4 separate regions of the Sus scrofa genome follow, and all the other regions are linked to region 2. Evidence: chromatin contacts called from public Hi-C and targeted proximity ligation data. All regions are on one chromosome and are shown on one strand. The core of a region is the stretch at or near the end of the contact, and the rest is flanking DNA. Distances in the headings are between cores, read along the strand shown.

What was found. A called contact is a pair of places that touch in the nucleus more often than the background predicts.
Region 1: a targeted proximity ligation map of alveolar macrophages shows a contact between it and region 2. A contact is called at or near these places in 2 of 47 Hi-C or Micro-C datasets (embryonic fibroblasts and heart right ventricle) and 2 of 2 datasets of targeted methods (alveolar macrophages and skeletal muscle).
Region 3: a Hi-C map of embryonic fibroblasts shows a contact between it and region 2, with 3 times the contacts expected there. A contact is called at or near these places in 2 of 5 promoter capture datasets (fetal skeletal muscle and liver), 29 of 47 Hi-C or Micro-C datasets (adipocytes, adipose tissue, alveolar macrophages and 18 more) and 2 of 2 datasets of targeted methods (alveolar macrophages and skeletal muscle).
Region 4: a contact with region 2 is called in a targeted proximity ligation map of skeletal muscle, with 15 times the contacts expected there. A contact is called at or near these places in 1 of 5 promoter capture datasets (liver), 11 of 47 Hi-C or Micro-C datasets (alveolar macrophages, brain, embryonic fibroblasts and 7 more) and 2 of 2 datasets of targeted methods (alveolar macrophages and skeletal muscle).

Annotation. Positions count from the first base shown.
Region 1 is chr5:28,677,227-28,680,586 of Sscrofa11.1, forward strand. C5H12orf66 (UPF0536 protein C12orf66 homolog) reads right to left here and starts at 1,869. Exons shown (of 3, transcript XM_003126348.4): 1 at 1,344-1,869. The coding sequence starts at 1,578. XPOT (exportin-T) reads left to right here and starts at 1,745. Exons shown (of 29, transcript XM_021091942.1): 1 at 1,745-1,877.
Region 2 is chr5:28,298,799-28,302,419 of Sscrofa11.1, forward strand. SRGAP1 (SLIT-ROBO Rho GTPase-activating protein 1) reads left to right here and starts at 2,157. Exons shown (of 22, transcript XM_021091938.1): 1 at 2,157-3,183. The coding sequence starts at 3,117.
Region 3 is chr5:28,713,035-28,716,670 of Sscrofa11.1, forward strand. All of the region lies in intron 2 of XPOT (exportin-T), which reads left to right. It overlaps C5H12orf56, which reads right to left. Exons shown (of 13, transcript XM_013997692.2): 13 at 3,332-3,557. The coding sequence ends at 3,431. Among named protein-coding and RNA genes, the nearest start is that of C5H12orf66, 36 kb to the left of the region's middle.
Region 4 is chr5:28,658,774-28,662,105 of Sscrofa11.1, forward strand. It overlaps C5H12orf66 (UPF0536 protein C12orf66 homolog), which reads right to left. Exons shown (of 3, transcript XM_003126348.4): 3 at 1-1,707. The coding sequence ends at 891. Among named protein-coding and RNA genes, the nearest start is that of XPOT, 19 kb to the right of the region's middle.

The DNA.
Region 1 (3,360 bases), core at 619-3,118, 380 kb after region 2:
GCCACATTCAATTTAACAGCCAGAATCCATTTTCATATATACATAATAATATGTAAATTACATAATGTATAATATGTAAATTATAAAACAGCTACGATTTTTATAAATCATATGGATACAAACACAATCTAACAGTTCAAAGGTAGGTATTCTGATGTGGGCTCTGTCACCTACCCACACAACTGCACACCCACAATTTGCCAACCTATACAAAGGGGAATAATAACACTGCAACACTAATTGTAAATTTACGAGAAGTGCCACTGTTAAAAGGGGAGGAAAGATGCACAAGGTGAAACTATTTCGCCAGTTTTGGCCAATAAGTCAAAATACCAAAAAACAAGTTAATCGAAAAACTACAGCAAAGTTAAGATCTCAGAAAGCCCTGCTCCTTGAGTGTTTACTTAAAGCTAGATGTACATAGTCACCTTCAGGCAATATGAGGAAACTGAGGGGGGAGGGGGCGCCTCGAAATGGAATCAGCACTCGATTGTACATTTCTAATTTTATACTGTATATATGTGTCCTTCATTCACACCAGACCCTGTGCCTCTGATATTCAAGGGCCGAAAATAGGCCAAAGAACCAAAACAACTCTAAAAGCTCTGGGATTCATAATATTGGTAATTATAAATAGTAATTTTTGTATGTATAACCCTTGGCCGTCATTTACATTATTTCCTTCTGATCTACTCATACTAATTGGTTCTACTAGTGAAAATCTGCTGAATAAGCTCATCTTATTTCCAGGGGCAAGATTTATCACGGGATGATAAGAATGTTTGCCATTTTCCCTGTAAGGCCCTTCATGCTAGTGTTAGGCATATCTCTTGCCGTTCCTGCCCAGTATTCATTTATTTCTTCATTCATTAAATATTTATTGAAGATCTACAAAGAGGGGTTAGGATTCCACTTACAACTCTCCGGGGACTTAACCTTAAGAGGATAGACAATAGTGTTCATTAACTCTAATTAGGTTGTACTGCCAACTTTTGCTCCCCTGACCGCATTGTCACTGGTTAGAAGAGCGAGGGCACAGAGTTTGTTTAACTTCTCATTTATGGCACCAATCCATGCATGAATAAAATGGATACAGCCATCGGTTTGGAGCACAGCCTTGCAAAGAGCATCCACCCAATCCGCCAATCTATCTGCAGCGGAGGCCGGTGGGCGGGGTTTGTGGAAGCCGAGGGAAGGAAGGGATTCGTGGGAGGAGACCTGGAAGTGCCGAGTTGAGCCTGCGGCTAGGAGTGACAGACACAGGGAACCCAAGCCACTGCCGATCGGGGAATATATTCCCTTTCTTTCCTCCTCAAGGGGCATAGGGGGCGGGGCGGAGGTACCTAGTTTCTGCCCCAGGTAGGTGAGGCTGTGATAGACCTTCTCGGCCGCAGCCAGGTGGGCCAAGGCCGCCAGCAGCGACAGCCAGCTGCCCCCCGCGCTCTTGTTGGCCTCCCGTTCCTTCTCCACATTGTCCTTGGCCTTGTCGTAAGAGAAGATACCCAGGTGAGAGAAGAACGTCTCCAGCACCGCCTGTTCCACCGGGACCGGGGCGGCCAGCGGGATAGACTCCCCCATGCGAACTGCGCTCCAGCTCCACCCACGTGGCTCTCCTCTCCCTCGCACTTCCGGGTTCTCAGGGAACGTGCGCACTAGCGTGCGTGCGCGTGACCGCCGCAAGCGGCGGGTTCGTGAGCGCGCTGCCGCCTGGGCTTTAGAGAGAAACTCTGTTAAGGGCCGAGGCGAGAGAGAGGTGGCCACTCCTCATCTCTTGAGTGACTTCTGCGCTTCGTTCCCGCAGCTCTGATTATTCGGACCCTCAGGCCAGAGCGCGAGGCTGCCAACTCGCTGCTCTGTGGAGCTGACGGCGTTCTGAGGTGAGCTGAGAAGCCCCTCCCTGCAAGACTGCGTCAGTGCCTATGACGTCACGTTTCCGTGACGTCAGTAGTTCTTAACATCTGGCCGGGGCTCCGCAGGCCGGTGATACGCGAAGCGAGAATGCGAGACGCGAGTTTGGAATTGTGCTGGCTTTCACAAAAACAAGTCTGTAGTCCTCATTGTTTTTAATCCAACTCCATTAAGTGGTTTCTAGATTAGAAGCCCCACGTGGGTAAATTTATCCCCTTGTCTGATTTTCATCCAGTCACACGTGGTGGTTAATGTTCGCCTTGGTTCCATTTGTTGTAGTCATCTCGGAGTCGTGCTAACGAAAGGGCTTACAAGCAGAGCTGCTCCTTAAGCTTGGCCATTCTTCCCACACTATTAGGCTTCCTTAAAGAGTTATCATCATGAGGGTTACATTAATGTAACGTCTGTTAAAGGATCTGAATTGATACTTTGTCACTAAGATTAATTACAAATCCCTCTGACGTTTAGGAAACACCGTAAACTCGGCTCATAGATAGGTCCTCTACCTGAAACACTCCCCACCGCTCGCAGAGTTCGCAGTTTTTACCTTTCTCTTTCCTTGTACATGCTTATTTATTTTATGCCGTTTAGTCATGTTGTATTTAATCACATGTATTTGCGTGTTTCTTTTTCCTACTAAGTGGTGAACTCCCTAAAGCAGAATCTAGGGTTCATCCACCTTTGTAATCTTTTCATCATGGCTGACACAATGATGTTTGTTGGACAAATGAAGGAATTGCCTATTTTTTTTTCTTTTTTGTTAAATGAAATCTGTTATGCCATCATTACCTGTTAATGCAAACGCCATAATAGGATTTTAGTGAACATATAGTATACATGTTCCTTGCTGTTAAGAATATAATTAAGATAAACTCTTTTACTGTGATACTGTTGCTGCAATTTTGGCCTCTGTCAGTGCCAAATAGAGACTCGAGACAAGAGTTTTTGGTGAAGGAGAAAAAAAAATAGCTTTTATTGCTTTGCCAGGCAAAGGAGGCCACATCAGGCTAATGCCTTAAAGACTGCCCTCCTTTGGGAAGGGAGTTTTATAGTAAAAATGAGAAAGGTTTTTAGATAGGAATCAGGATTGGGGCAGACACGCATTCTTCTTTCTTAGGGGGAATCTTAGTCATCAAAGCTGGCATCAGGAGATCTCAGCATGATCGTGATGGTGGTCTTCTGAGTTATTGCCTAGAATAACAGTACTTGCAAAAAGGGATATTGATCAGAGATTAGAACAAACACAGGAATTTCCTGAAAAACCGTGTGCCAATAATCTTTAACACACAGACATGCTCAGGGTAGTTGGGTTCAGAGTGCAATTAAGCCAGGGAGAAAGACAAGGAAGGACTCTAAACTCTTCAATTTTAAAGTCTTCATTTCTAAAAGAAGCATAAGGAATATAACTTTTCTCTTAGGTGTGTAAGATGCCTGCATCATTTTATATATATA
Region 2 (3,621 bases), core at 907-3,406:
ATAGGTACAATGGTCTGGTATAAGAACTTTTAAAGGATTATCTTGGTAAGTACTTATGATATTCCGAGGAACTAGGCATTAACCCATTTTACAGAGAAGGACATTGAGGCTGGCAGAGATGCAGTAATTTTTAATAGCTCACTGAGGAAGCAGCAGACCCAGGATTGATCTCTGGGCACCCTGTCTTTGGAGCGCATAAGTACTACAGTGATCTAGGTCTAGACTCAGCCAATGATTCATTTTCAGGGGCTGCATTCTCCGTTGCCAAGGTGTATTTCTCAGGCACAAATATGAAGTAAATTCCAGTAGCCCGTGGATGGATGATATGAATCACATTTAGATTTGACTACAATTATCACCAAGGTGAGTGTCTTGTCTCTGGTCTCTCTAGCCCCATGGCCAACTCATCCTTCCATCCTGCCAACAGTTATCTTTATAAAACATGCATATGATCATGACACTTCTCTACTTAAAAGGCTCCCTGCTGTCTGCAGAATTGTGTCCAAGAGCTTGGCTCTCTCAGTTGGCCCTCACCTTCCTTCTCAGCCTCTGCTTTGGATATTCTGGCTCTTCACCCTACACTCTTACCTAAGACAGCGCCACATGAAATTAGGGCAATCGAGAATTCTGTAGCTAACCTCCTCTGTGGCAAAATGGAAAGGAACAAATAATTTTTTATTGTTTCCTTACATTCTCTCCTGTTGATATAAAGTAAAACATCTGTCATCGCCTGTCAGGGATCTGGTATTTTTTTATTTTCTTTCTTTTTTTTTTAAGGCCACATCCGTGGCATATGGAAGGTCCACCTGAGCCACAGCAGCTGCTGCAGCACACTGCACCAACCCGAAGCTCCACAGTAGCCCAAGGTGCTACAGTGGGATTCTTAATGCACTGCGGCACAGCAGGAACTCCCAATCTGGTATTTTATTTGTTTGTCTTTTTTTATCTTGTCAGGGGCACACCCTCGGCATATGGAGGTTCCCAGGGGTCAAATCGAAGCTGTAGCCACTGGCCTGCACCTCGTCATCCACTTACACCATAGCTCAGGGCAATGCCGGATCCTTAACCCACTGAGTGAGGCCAGGGATGCAACCTGCGTCCTCATGGATGTTAGATTCATTTCTGCTGAGCCAGGACGGCAACTCCCCCATCTGGTATTTTAGAGGAAGAGGTCTTGCAGCTCATTTCAAACTCCCCCAGAGAAGGATGCTGCTGCTTCTCCTGAGAATGCGACCCTTTCCCTAAGGTGAAAACCTACGTCCTACTCATCCTTTAAATTCAGTTCAAATACCATTTCGCTGGGAAGCCTTTCTTCTCAAACCTCTTATGCGGTCCCAGTTTCCTCAGGGCTCCCAGAGTAGTGAGCTCCCCTACAGCATTATTGTACCATCTGTAATTACTCATTTATACAACTGTAGATCGTGAGACTCTTTAGGGCAGGGTTCTACTCTCTGAATCCCTAGCTCTTAGCTTGATTTTTGGCTTGCTGTAAGAACTCAAAATGTTGTCTCATGAATGAATGATGAAAGTCTCAAAGTCCCTTCACTCTTTAGATCTCACAGGGAAAACATCTGATACTGGACACGCCTTTGGACACAGCACTTTGATATATCAGGCTCATAATATTTGAGAAGGAAAGGTCCCTTCAAAACCTAATGACATCCTAAGCGTGACCTGTTCCCCCACCACACCTTTCCTGCCATCGTAACCACCCCCTTCCCCCAAGATAGGGAGAATATGATCATGATTTTTCTCCGCCCAGATCAAAGAGCTTCGCCCTTCCTTGATTCTTAACAGCCAAGACGTTCACAATAGACTCCAGGGTTTCTGCTGGGTTTGGTGACATCTTCGAGTGACATCTTTCTTTCGTGGAGACATCCAAATCTGGATCTCCCCACCGGACTCTGAAAAGAGCCCCACTACAGCTCCGACCGGCGGCCGAAGACAACCCGCCTGGTCAGGAGGGGTTTTCCAGCTGTGCAGGCTGCACAGCCCCGGGAGGCGCTGGGGGCGTCGCCCACGGCCGCCGGGCTCCGCGCGCAGGCCCGGGCTGCGGTTGGCCACAAGAGGCATCCATCTTCCCGGACGAGCGCGGCGCTTCCTCACCGAGCCGGGCGGGGGCGAGGGCGGAGAAGGGAACGTGTGGCTGAGCCCACCCCTCCCGCGAGCCCTGCCCCACCTCGCCGAGCGCCGTCCGGCCGCCCGGGTCGCTGCCGCCCGTAGCTCGCTCCCGGAACGCCCAGGAGCCGCGGGGCCGTGAGAGCGCCGGCAACTTCGCAGCCGCCCCGGGGGCGCGGCTCCACCGGGTGCGTGTGCGAGTGTGCCTGTCGCCGGCGGCCTCCTGGGGGCAGCAGCGGAAAGGGGGACGAGGAGAAAGAGGCAGCCTCGGCGCACGGTGGCCCAGGAGGCAGAGGCCCCGCGTTAACGCCGGCGGTGGAGGCACAAACTCCGCCGGGGCTGCGACCAGGACGTGTTCTTTAGGCGCGGCAGCCGCCCTCGCGGCCAGCGCTGGGACTTGCTTTCGGATCGCGATTCCTCTTGCCTGCCCGGGGCAGTAGCAGCCGTGTGTGCCCACGGAGGAGCAGCGGCCCCGGCAGCAACATCCCTAGTCCGGGCGGGACCCCTGAGCGCCGGAGTCGGTGGCTGGAGCAAGAAGGGAGGGTCGCGGCGCCCGCCCTCCTGGACTGACCCTGCCCGGCGCTCCCCGTGCGGGTTGCTAACAATGGTGCGGAGCGCCGGCGCGATCCCCGCGTCCGCCCAGCGGTGGTAGAGGAAGTGGCCAGCTCCGGGTGGGGTGGGCAGGGAGACGCCCCCTGCCACTCGCTCGCCGGAGTTTGCCGGCGCACCAGGCCTCCCCGGCCCCGAGCCCTGGGCTCCCCTCCGCATCACCGACGGCAGCTGGATCCGGAGAGTATGGTGCCAGCGCCTGGGTTAATCTAGTCCTCGGCTCGCTCCTTTTTTTTCCTCCTCCTCTTCTTCCTCCTCCTTTCCCTCCTGTCGGTGCTGCCTCTGGGTTCACTGCGTGTGGGAGTACAACTCTGCCTCTCCAAGGAGACTGATCTGTGACCCCCTAACAGAACTTGCCCATTGAAAGCAAACCCAGTAACAGCTGGATAATGTCCACTCCGAGCAGATTCAAAAAGGACAAAGAGATCATAGCCGAGTATGAAAGTCAAGTCAAAGGTAAGAATGGGAGCGGCTGCCCTGCTCCTTTTGTGTGCTTTCTTGTCATTGTGCTCTGGGAGTTGCATTTCTAACTTGGGGTCTGCGTTGGAGGAAGGTTGTGAGGGACAGCTAGGGTGCCTGGTTGAGCCACCCGGGGCTTCGTGCAAGCCAATCCCAGTCGCAATCCTAGTCCCGTCAAACCCACGGGGAGCTGGAAACTGGGTGGCTTTCCCCAGCTGCCAGCGCGCAGCTCCAATAGGGTAAACCTGGCTTTAACTTAACAACCTTAAGCCGAGCAATCTGCAGGGGAGGCAGGCAGCAGCAGTGGTTGTCATCACCATCATCCTTATTATTCTTTTTAAACAATGCCATTGTCACAATGTAGTTTTTTTTTTTTTTAAGGAGTCTTTTTTCTGAAGTCTGGACCCAAAGTGATCTAGAGCTTTATTGAGTGCA
Region 3 (3,636 bases), core at 462-2,961, 410 kb after region 2:
AAGAGAGAAAGAGAGAGAGAGAGAGAGAAAGAAAAAGAAAGAAAAAGAATTCCAGCTTCCCTTCCACATTTATCACTGAACCTCTCTACTCTACAAATACATTAAATATAAAACAAGTGATTCTAACCTCAGAGAAAATATAATCTCCTAGACTGGAGAATATCACCAGGCAATAAGCTGTGACCATTTTTATCAAATGCCTCATAGCACATTTAATGCCATACTCTCAGGCCTTTTCATCCACCATGAAAAGTCGTACTACCCGTCAGAGTCAGTATAGAAATAAGTGAAATATATTATCAATTATAGGAACTTCACGCTTTGCCCTCTTTGCATAGTTTCTAGATTATCTAGATTTCAGTAAAATGAAGAAAGTCTTCATTTACTTATCCTAACACTACCTGTGAATCAATTAGGAACTGCATAAGGACAGAATGGCTAAGTCTGTTTGATCAGTTAGTAATTAGCTATTTAAGTCAAAGGTTAAAAAAAAAAAAAAGTTTACATGACTAAAAAAACTTCCTGTCCCCCCTTGGGAAGAATATTTCCCACACAGCTCTTGTATTGGGAATGTCAGAGTCAACAGTCCTTCGTGGTGGTGCAAGGTAGAAATAGTCACTTGTCACTCCTGCTAATGGAAAACTGAATTTTCAGTTTAATAACCACATGGATCTGTTCATCAATCCTACATGGATTAGGTGCCGAGTGTAGTAGCTAATCCCCAAATTGGTTCAAAAAATAAGGGTGGAGTTCCCGTCGTGGCGCAGTGGTTAACGAATCCGACCAGGAACCTTGAGGTTGTGGGTTCGGTCCCTGGCCTCGCTCAGTGGGTTAAGGATCCGGCGTTGCCGTGAGCTGTGGTGTAGGTTGCAGACTCGGCTCAGATCCCGCGTTGCTGTGGCTCTGGCGTAGGCTGGCAGCTAGAGCTCCGATTGGACCCCTAGCCTGGGAACCTCCATATGCCACGGGAGCGGCCCAAAGAAATAGCAAAAAGACAAAAAATAAAATAAAATAAATAAGGGTAATACTTAGGAATCTCGAGGTTCTCAGGCAGCTTTGACAGTATTTTAATAATAAGTACTGAATCCTTACTGCTTCCCACATTACCATGCTACGTGCTTTACCAACACTTTTTCATTTAATTCTAACAACCCTATGAGGTAGGCTATAGCTTTGGGTTTTTTTTGTTTGTTTGTTTTTTAATTACTCAGGCTATAGCTTTGTTTTGACTAAAGCTTAGAGATGTTAAGTAATTTCCCAAGGTCCAAAACTAGTGCAGATCTGGAATTTCAACCAACTATTTAACCTCAACACATATGTTAATGACAGAGCTCATTACTACGACTTTACTCTTAGTGGAGGTGGTAAGTGGCAATGCTTATAGTATCAAAGTGCTCAGAGTTTAGAATCTCTAAACTGAAAACTGGCTGTGTGCGCTGGCATTTTTGGTGATTCTTTGTATTCTTAAAAGGTCACCCGTGGTTTTCCTGTTCACAATTTTTCTACAGTTAGTTTCCCTGAAAAATAATTATTCGGTGGTTGAGGTCAATAGTTAGTTAATCACATGTGTTTGACCACTAATAGAGATGGATTATTTAATGGTTTTCTTGGCTTTGGCAACAATGCAAAAAACACATAGTAGGAAAGAACTGCGGCAGGATAACCTTCCAAGTATTCATTTCTGGGTTTTCCCTCTTCTCCCAGACTGTGCAGATGAATAGCCATGTGTCATAAGAAAATCAGGACAACAAATATTCAACCACTAGCTTTCAAAAAAGCTACTGACTAAGCCCTATGTGGAAAGAGTCAGGTACATTTGGATGGGGCTTTTGCTTCCAGAGGTGAGATAAAGTATGCTCTCAGAGTGAAGAGAAGAGTGAGAGAGAAGAGGCAACATGCATAGGAAAGCACATGGCAAAGAAGCCCCAAGCCCTCTCCAGAGCCTCACTGCCACTAGCCCAGCCAGGGCACTGCCGAGAAGCTGAGCCAGAGCTGAGTTGATCCTGTGATTCATCCACAGGCTCCATACTCAACAGTAGACAGTCCATTATTTGTCCGGTTTGAAGTGTTGCTCACCTTTGTCTTAAGAATCTTTTTCTGTTCTTCTGATTAACCATCCCTTGGGAATAAATCCCTTATCTAACAGCCCAGGACACTCATAAACACCATTTTGCTCCCCTTTCTGCCCGCAGATTGGAGAGTAGAAGACTTGTAGTCCTGGCTTAGTGGAGAAGACTGGACACTTTCTGGGCAAGGCTGGTAGCAGCCGAGATGGAAATGGTTAGTCCAAAGAAAGCAGGATTATTTGGAATCAATGTGAAATAACCCACTGGGCAAGACTAGCAGAGGAACACACCCCCCTGTTACAGAGTGTTTAACATTAGTGTCTCATCACAGGCAGAGAATGTTAGAGCTGGAAGAAAATCTACAGAACATCTAATCCTGTCCTTCCATGTAGCAGAGGAAGCTCCGAAAGGAGACCCGACTTTCCAGGTCAACCAGCTGGCTAGTAGCTAAGCCACAACCAGAAACAAGATGTCCTTAGTGAGTTGAATTCTCTCTCTACGGCATCGCACAGGCACATCCGGCTTGCGAGCGCTTGCTTGGGCTGTGGATTTTTCTTTGATCCTCCTTCAAGTTGAATGGAGGGCCTAGTTCCTAAATTCTGAGAAGCCCAAATTCAGTAGCTTAACAGTGGGGCCACAGTTAAGGGTTTTGTTGGGTTAAGTTAGAGCACTGCCCTAGGAAATAGTGAAGACGTTTTTCAAAATAACTGGAAGAGCTATAACTGCTCATAGACCGTTTCTCTTTCATAGTCAGTCTACAAGACTGCTCACGTTACCCTCCAGGTGCCTGAGACGGAGGGAATACATTTAGTTTGACAAGAAAGCCCCAGCATCCTTCCCTGTGATAAATGAGGAACTGGCCTTCCCTGTAGCTGTGGCTGGGTTCTCCTGCTCACTCATCCATGAATACTTATGTCACTAGAATTTCTTACAGGTGAAGAAGGGGGATGTCATCCAGTTGCCCAGCATTTCTCTAATGTGATCACGTGGTAATTTATACTCCCCACAACAGTTTATCTTGGGATGTTTCAGAAACTTCCTGCCACTCACCATTATTATACCAACAAAACTCATCAGGGTGCACTTTCTACATTTGCTCTTCGTGGGTTTCTGTTTCCTTCATGTCTAGAAAGTTTTTAGGTGTTCAGAAACCTTTTCTCTTAGAAAAATGCGCATCTTTAGCACCACATTATGTATGTCAGTGTATTTAAACTTTTTTTTTGTAGCAGATTAAAAACTTCTCTGAGAGAGATATTGATGGAAGCTTCAAATAAAATCTTTGTTTATAGGATGCAGGAATAGCCAGATAATGAATCAAAAATGTTTCTCATAAATATTGACTCCCAATCAACATTTTATACTCATTAACATTTCAGATATTGTTTCTGTTCAACCAGTTTCAGAACTTCATGAAAAAGTTGAGTGGTAGGTTGGGTAATAGGGTAACATAATGGAAGCCTTTTTTCCAAGGCTGGCATGTGAATAAAATACCTGCAAATCATAAAAAGAAACAAAACAGAGAGTTTTAAAAACAAGAATTTTCACACTGGCCACATCCATACATATGCAC
Region 4 (3,332 bases), core at 313-2,812, 360 kb after region 2:
GAACTGTTAAAAACTGATGCTGTGCTGCCACTGTGATTCACCTTTGATTTCAATAACTGACAGAGAAGTTCCCGTTGTGGCAGAGCAGAAACAAATCCGACTAGAAACCATGAGGTTGCGGGTTCAATCCTTGTCCTCACTCAGTGGATTAAGGATCCGGCGTTGCCGTGAGCTGTGGTGTAGATCTCAGATGTGGCTCAGATCCTGCGTTGCTGTGGCTGTGGTGTAGGCTGGCAGCAACAGCTCCGATTAGGCCCCTATCTTGGGGAACCTCCATATGCAGTGGGAGCGGCCCTAAAAAGACCAAAAAAAAAAAAAAAAAAATCAATAACTGACAGAAATTTCTCACCAAGACCTTAATTTGGGCATCAAAAATATTAAATTGTTTTATGATCAGAATCATAAAACTTATAATTTCATGTTAATGTGCTAATTTACAAATAGAAAACCGTCCTTGACTCTAAAAAAAAAAAAAAGCCATTTTATATCATATCCTGATTACTCATCAAGGGAGGGGGAGGAGAGGGCATTTGGAATTGCATTGGAACGCAATGTTTAAAACAATATAAAACATCTGGAGAGAAAAATCAAGGGCCAATAAATATTCAGTCTACATGAAATACAGGAAAACGGGAGAAAACGCCGAGAGTACCTTGCTGTACCACGGAGACTCAGCAGCCACGTTCACTTCCTAGGTTACTCTTTGGATACCTAACGCAGTTGGCCTTAATTGCTTATAGCGTGCGCAACACAATTAGGGAGGCTCTGTCTCTAATTTAGCTCTGAAAGAAGCAGGAATGGATGGCAACTCAAACCACGGACCCCTGCAGCTGGTGAGAGCAATTAAGAACGCAATTTCCAGTCTTAAAACCCTTCACACAAAGCACCTGCTAACCTTTGGATCCCGGTTTCAGACCTGCAAAAACCTTGGGGTTCTTAAGGGCAAGGGAGATCTCGCTCAGGAAGGAAATGAAGTGGGAATCTCTTTCGGATTTCTTTGACTCGAAAATGACAACGATGGTGAAGTGAGGTTCTGGACGGGTGAGGAAGTAGGTGCTCTGGACTTTGTCATCGTAGAAGTGGACCACTTTCTCCAAGCTGTTTAGGTCGGATGTGCGGTCTGTCATGATCATGATGACATTGGGCCAGTGCATGACAGGCCGGTCGCTGGGCAGAGACACCACGGCCGGATACTGATCCACGCCCTTCGGAGCCTCTCTGTAGGAATGGGGGTGGTGGTAGCCGTGACCCTGGAAGCTCTCCGAACCTCGGTTGTCAAAGATTAAGGACACGTTGGCAGCATCGTATTTCCGGATGAAGCTGGAAATCTTGCCAAAGAGATCTGGATTGGCTTTCGCAGTCAGCGTTTTCATTTCTGAGGCAGTCGTTTGTCGGCTCAGTGCCTCGTGAAAGTAAAAGCTAAATTTGGCAAGAAGCATGTTTTTCAGTTTCATCAGCCAAAGGAAAAGGTGTGGAGGCTGAACGGCCTTCTGAGACTGCCCTCCAAACAGATGTTTCTTGGTCTCCCGCTGCTTTTCAAAGATCTGGCCCCAGGTCTGCAGCTTGGTGTGAGCGCTGTGTAAGTTAACCAGAGACGGCAGGAACTTCCACTCGGAGACCTGAGCCTGGGCCTTCAGGAGGTGACTCAGGACATCGACCTCCAGCTGGAAACTGCTTTCCAGGGGACTGAGGATAGGGTGGTGAAATCTAGAGGTGGGGAGGGAAATAAATAGAAAGAAGTGGAAATGTGACTCCGCGAAGACATCTTCTATCCTCAATAAAGGAAAAACCCACAACGCAGTCAGACAAATAATATTGTCTGGGGGCAGGGGAAGGAAAGATGGAAGGATTCTATGTTGATTTATTTAAAGGGTTGTACTGACATAACTTCATCTCAGAATTGTGTCAGCATCATAATAGTTTCCCATGGAAATAGCCTGACATTAAAAAGAGAGAAAGACAATGGTGGCTACCTTCTTTACAAATACAAAGAAGCTGAATTAGCTACAAATCTTTCTTATTTATTCTGGGAACTCCATGACAAACTGGGACATAAGGTCACCCTTGCTTTGAGCTCCTTCTGAGGGGAAGTAAAAGCTACCTATGCCTTCACTCCTTTATCTCTCAAACATACGGAACATAGTAGAAATTCGGTAAATGTGGTAACTGACCACGTTAAGATTTGAACCCTAGTTTCTGCTTCCTGGATTCCCTCTGTAGTTTATGATCTAAATGAAGTTCTGTGACAATGAGATGGAATGGTTAAGGAGAATCCTCTCTGTAAGGACCACTTAGAACTTTCCTGTTCATCTTTTTCTGCTGAGAAATATCCAGGGAGTTTCAGTGTCAGCCTGGCCTGATGCACTCTCCTTCTCAAGGAGCCTACGTGAAGCTCTTAGACACTTTCTCAAGTTCCAAGGCACCTGCAGAGGTTTCAGGAATCATTTTAGCAAGTGACCTCATTTTAAAGATGTGGGCAAGATCCAGCCCTTCCTGAGCATAGCTTATGCCCCAGGCACCATGGGAGAGATTTCCAGGCCTGAGCCCAGGTAAGTTAATTGCTTCACTGTCAGTGAGACAGAAGATTCTTACACAGCTGTTTTGGCCTCTGTTGAAGAGACAAATGCTGGTTATCAATTAAACAGTTGGGGAGAAAAAAACCACCACAAGTAAATCTAGAGTTTTTAAAAATCTATTTAAACAAGGGATTAAAATTAAGAGAGCCCATACTAGGATGGAGATTATAAGATAGAAACTGATTACCAAGTGATTAAATAGGATGTAGTTATTCACATGACAATAAGACAATGTATTGGGTTTTTTTCTTTTTTTATCACCGGCATTTTATAATCAACATCCTTCAAGATAGGGAAGCTAAAACATGGGTGGTGTGTGTAGTCTAATAAGACACTCAAAGAATCAGAAAAATACACCAGATCTCAAACCCTCTACCTCATGTGCTCAATTAATTAACTTGGATCTTTCAAACATTACATGCTTCAAAATAAACATTAAGTCTAACACACACACACTCTATAGCATGTCTTAAAATTTTTGCATTCTACGATATGCTCCTACCACCTTAGCCTTTAGACAACTTGACAATGAGCCTTAAACATCAGAAGCTTCTGTAACCCTGGTTAGCAAGAAAGTCAGCCAAGGAACTCTGAACACAGTAAGACTGTTAATAACAGGAGAATGACATAATCTTACCCCCAAGAAACAATACTTTAAGTGATTTTTTTCTGCTTCCAGTTGGAAATCATCATTTATATCCAATATTCTCCTTGAAAGAATATGAATACTCTCTACACACCTTAAGAATTCTGCAC